Regions from separate parts of the Sus scrofa genome. Here region 1 is linked to region 2. Evidence: chromatin contacts called from public promoter capture Hi-C data. All regions are on one chromosome and are shown on one strand. The core of a region is the stretch at or near the end of the contact, and the rest is flanking DNA. Distances in the headings are between cores, read along the strand shown.

Region 1 (2,700 bases), core at 12-2,511, 130 kb after region 2:
AAAGAGAGATAAGATACATCTACACATGAATGGTCATGATAATAAGTTCTATTTGTTAAAGGCACAGCCTGAGCATTCTTGATCAATTCAGATGAAAAACAAAGTTTTCCCTTGAACTGAGCAGGCTATTAAGGATTCAAGTGTTTTGCATCAAGTACTTTAACCTACAAGTCTATTAGTACCTGGCAAGTTAGTAACTCGTAGAGTGCCCCATACAAAGATCAGTATGTGCTAATTCCCTTTTCATCTTGGACCTATGGTGCCCAAGGATACATGCAGGGTGTGAAAATAATCGCTAATATTTATTGAGGGTTTATTCTGTGCCAATCTGGTATTTTACATAATCTTATTTCACAACCTGGTGAAGCGGTGTTATCACAAAGGAAAGCTCAAATCGAGGTAAGGCCTGCTGGATTCCAAAGTCCTTAGATACTGCCTTTGAGGGTCAACCGTCCAGTAATTGAGAACATACTCTAAAATACTCTGCTACAATTATAAACCATTAGCTCCTTCTTTATGCTTAACAGGTGAGGTCATTTTGAGAGGCAGGTTATTCATTATTAGGAGACAGATAATCTGGTTTGGGTCTCCTCAGCCAGTTAACAACTGAACCTCCCTGATCCTTTCTCTTTGCTTAAAACCGGGACAATCCCAGCCTCAAAGGGTTGACTTTACGACTTAATAAAACTGGTTGTATAAACGGCTGACGAGTAGGCTTTCTAGAAATGTTAGTCTTTTCACGCATAAGGGGCTTGGGACTGCATAATTTGAGCCCACGTTTCGTAGGACGTAAGCCTCGGGGCCTTCCCACTCCGGTGGAGGTTCCCTGGGAAGCCAGCTGGGTGCAACGGATATCTCCGCGAGCCGTTGGTGTTTTCCCGCGCAGGGGGGCGGGGCAGAGCGCCGGCTCGGGAAGGTGGTAGCCGAACCCCACCTCCCACGGCGACTACATCTCCCAGCAGGAATCATGCTCAGCTGCCTAGCAGGGGCCGCTCACTAGCATTAGTCTCAGATGCCTGCCCTGTCCGCTTTCCGTCTCGGCCTTCCCTCGGTCCGAAGTCACAGCCGCACCATCCATGAAGCCACGAGGGAAAGGATGTGGTGGTAGATGGCTTTGCTGTGCAGCAAGTTGAGAATCGTAGTGCCCTGGCGCAACGCTTGGCAGGCTAGGGTCTTCTTGAGTGGTTGGACCACTTCACGTGATGAGAGGAAGGCGGCCGCAAGGCAGCGACCTGTGGTGCCTTGTGAGGTCATCACAGCGCGACAACGAGCTGCACTTGTGGGCTTCCTGGAGGCGGGAGCTAGCACGTCCCTAACAACTCCGAGTACGAGAAACTGCGTAAACTCGCCCTTGTTGGCTCCATCTGCGTGCCTCCCCCTGCCTCAACCATGCTGGCCCAGTCTGGAGGGCATGACGGGGGGTTGGTTAGTGAGAGCGACGCGCTCTGTGGGCGGGTTGATGACGAGCCGCGGGCGAGCGACTTGTAGTGGCTCCTCCTTCGCCCATGACGTAGAGGTCACGTGACGGGCCGAGCAGCCTCTGCCGCCGCCGCCGCTTTGTAAGAGGCACATTGGCAGGTAACGAGCGGCGGCGGCGGCGGCGGCAGCGGCAGCGGCAAGCGGCAGCGGCAGCGGCAGCAGCAGCAGCGGGTCCCGAGTCCAGCGAGAGCAGCAGCGGTAATTGGCACCTTCTCTCACCTTCCCCGGTCCAGGTCCCTGAGCTCTGCAGCTTGCGCCCGGTAGTCCTGGCTTCTGTTCTTCTTTTCTCCAACCTTCTTCATAGTGCCCCAGCGCCCACCCGTGAAAGCGGGCCGAGCTTCCCTCGCTGGTTTCACGCGTCCTCAGTTTGCCCAGGCCTGGTGCAGTCCTTCCTCTCTCCCGCGGGTTGTCCGGGGCTCCTTCCTGCCTACCCCAACGCTTGTCGTCCCGGCCCCACCCAGCCCCAGGGGGCGCCTTCCCCTCCCCCCGGTCGGGTTTCTGCCCTGGAGGGTGTGGTTTTCTCTCCCACCGTTGTCCCTCCCTTGCCTGTCCGCTGGAGCTCCCGCGCCACGCTGTCGCCGACCGACCACTTTTCCGTTTTCATGCCTGTCGCTAGACCTGGGACTAGATATTTCAGAGCCTTACTTCTGCGCTCTCTCGCCTTTCCCGGCTACCCAGAGGCTAGTGCAGTTCCACTTCTCCTCTTCATTCGGGAAGGTTTTGGTGTCAGACACTTAGGACTCAGTTTTCCTCCACGTTCCCAGTTCCTGTAGTCTGGCCGTGTCACAGTTGTTCTTTAGTGTAGGTTTGCAAGAGCTTTGTAAACTAAAGCACTCTTAGAATACTATTCAAAATGTTACTCTTCCATTGGTGCATTGCATCTCAGTTTTCTTTGCCGCTGAATCACTTTTCACTTGGCTTTCCACTTTTCCCCCAGGGTTTTCAGTCTAATTAGTTGTCCTCGCACCTCACGTGCCACCACTGTTCTCACCACTCTGGTCTCATCCTTGTTCTCTCTGGGAGTTGATTGCGTGATTCCATCATCATTCCTGTTATTTCCTGTTTGACATAATCCGGTAGTTTACTTCCACCTCTGTTGGATATTGTTTCTACTTGTATCCAAGATGTCTCTACTAGTATTTAGGCTTACTTTCTTCAGCTCTTGTGCGTCTGAATAATTGAGAGTTTTGAAGGTCTCCATAAGGTGTCCAGAGATCATCT
Region 2 (2,700 bases), core at 146-2,645:
TTAATTTTCCCATTTCCATAATTATAATGTCTTATTAATGCAATACACAATAGGCATTGAATAAGTGTTGAATAAATAACAGAAAGAATGAACAGGATGGATTAGGAAAATTTAACTTAAAAAATTCCACTTTAAAAAGTAGGCTAATACAATGTAATTTTTCTAGACTTTAGATAGTTAACATTTTTTCACAAAATAATAGAAACTTTCAGTTTAACTAGGTTGGGACATTAACTAGAAAGAGCTGGCTATCACTAAAAACTAAGTGCCCTGTTTTTCACATCATCAAATGTAACAAAATTCTAAAGAGAAACATCCATCATATCTATCGAAATTCTCAAATTCTAATAATCAGAACTGAGGAAAAAAGAGAAAGCACTAGTAAATCGAGTTAGAATATATTTAATAGGTCACTAAATTACCAAACCTGGTTTTACAACACTCGTGGTGTCTAAAAACTCTCAAAATTTCATTTCAGCTTAATATAAAATGTATTATGCCCAGTCATACATTTAAGAAGCTCGTCTGGAAACAAGAACATGTGGCTATAACACAAAGGTCAGAGATCACTGATAGAGAACAAATAAATGAACTATAACTTGATGTTCCCCACGAAAGATTTGGGGCTGTTTGTGAACCCCAGGTATAGATAAGTCTCCACCCAAGAAACAAACAAAAGAAGCAAGGTTAACATACCCGGAGAAGACCAGACAATGTCAAAGATACCCCCAAAGATCATGCACTCCGGGTCTGGTCTCTCTTTCTCCCAAATCTCACCGCCTCGAGGAGAACTAAATCTGCATTTCACGTCCCCAGTTTACTCTCAACTTCCTATCACTCACCTTTACTAACACCTGGGTCCCTCGCATCAACATCCTCTAATTCCCACGGAGCGCTCTCACTCTACCGCGACTATTTTCCAGGAGGGTATTAGTCCCCTTAATCCGAATTCATTTATTTTCCCGCAACCCATCTGCCCTCCGCCCTTTCAACTCTGGTCCCCTCACTTCGACCCTTCTCCCAGAATCCTCCCCAAGTCACCCATCTCCGTCCCCTTCGCCCTCACACCCCCCTGGGCTGCAGCTCCTTTCATTCCTCTCAGCCTCCGGCTTCTTCCCTGTCCCTCCCCCATCCGTCTCCCAGTACCGGCTTCCTCCCCCAACTCCGCCCCTCTCCCCCTCCCCCAGCGGGAGGCCCCCTCACCTGAACGCCGCCGCCTCTGCCGTCCCAGAAGCCGAAAGGTGCTGCCGCCGACCGGCCTCCCAGGCTCGGTCCCCGCTGAGCTCCTGACGGCTCCTAGGGAGAGCGAACGCCACCACCTCCAACTCTGGCCGCCCCAGGCCAGGCCGTCACCGTAGCCTCCGCCAGTACCACAGCCGCCATGTTGAAGTCCCGCTTCCCTCCTCCTTCCTCTCACGGCTCCGCCCCTTTCGGCGTCTGATGTCATGGCGCCGCGCTCCACCCCTCGAGCCAATGGGAGGAGTCGTCGGTAAAGTGACTAATCTCTCCTAGGGCTGAACAACTCCTGTCTGGAGCGTTTCGAAGGAATGAGTGAACCCTGCTGACCAGAAAGGAGGGAGGAAAGGGGATGGGTCTCTGAGAGGGTAACGCGTCAGGGTTAAAGAAGTTGCCCAGGCGGGAAGCCGCGACCCATCAATCTCCAAGGGACGCACAAAGGTTTACCAAGGAGATGTATTTGGGAATAAGGATGTCTGGCATCTGGCCCCGGGTCATTGACTTGGTGCAAAGTACTATGATACTTTCTGGGCCTCACTTTTCCTGTTTACAACCGAATGAGTTGAAAGGTGACCTCTAAATCTCCCTCCAGTTCTGACTTTCAAAGGAATTTAAACCAGGTAATCCAATCCCAAATGTTTACTTCCTTCTGCGCTTATTGGAGTTCTGGAATCAAGTGCATGGAGGTTCATAACTGAGTAAGATAAATCTTTGTTCCCAAAAGTTCCTAATTGGTGGAAGATAAAGAAGCATAAACAGTTAACTCTAGAAAAAGTCAGAGTATAATGGATTCAATTGCTCTGGAAAATCGACTTTTGGGAGTTCCCTGGTTCCCTAGTGGTTAAGATCCAAGCCTTGTCCCTGCTGTGGTTCAGGTCACCCCTGTGACAGAGTTAGATCCCTGGCGACAGAACTTCTGAATGCCATAGACCCAGCCTCCACCACAAAAAAAATTTACTTTTTAGTAAAGGATTAAGAAAGATTTACATCTCTACAGTTTTTTGTTGTCTTTTTGCCATTTCTTGGGCTGCTCCCTCGGCATATGGAGGTTCCCAGGCTAGGGGTCCAATTGGAGCTGTAGCCGCCAGCCCACGCCAGAGCCATAGCAACTCGGATCCGAGCCGCGTCTGCAACCTACACCACAGCTCATGGCAACGCCAGATCCTTAACCCACTGAGCAAGGCCGGGGATCAAACCTGCAACCTCATGGTTCCTAGTCGGATTCGTTAACCACTGAGCCACGACGGGAACTCCTCTACAGTTTTTTAGTGAAGTAGTAAAGTATGTGTACAGTCTCATATCCAATTCTTCAGCCCTGTTTTCTCTCCAGAACTCCAGAGAAGATAATTGTAACTTGAAAAGTGCAGTAGTTTGTTGTTGTTTTTTTTTTTTAATGGCCGCACCTGCAGCATAGGTACGTTCCCCAGGCCAGGGATTGAATCCCAGCCACACCTGTAACCTCTG

What was found. Promoter capture Hi-C pulls out the DNA fragments that hold promoters and counts their contacts.
Region 1: a contact with region 2 is called in a promoter capture Hi-C map of liver, with 4 times the contacts expected there. The contact joins the promoter of UBAP2 here to the promoter of UBAP1 in region 2. A contact is called at or near these places in 1 of 5 promoter capture datasets (liver), 1 of 47 Hi-C or Micro-C datasets (liver) and 1 of 2 datasets of contacts at active chromatin or transcription factors (alveolar macrophages).

Annotation. Positions count from the first base shown.
Region 1 is chr10:32,754,446-32,757,145 of Sscrofa11.1, forward strand. It overlaps UBAP2 (ubiquitin-associated protein 2), which reads left to right and starts at 1,262. Exons shown (of 28, transcript XM_021064693.1): 1 at 1,262-1,677.
Region 2 is chr10:32,624,639-32,627,338 of Sscrofa11.1, forward strand. It overlaps UBAP1 (ubiquitin associated protein 1), which reads right to left and starts at 1,396. Exons shown (of 8, transcript NM_001267841.1): 1 at 1,204-1,396.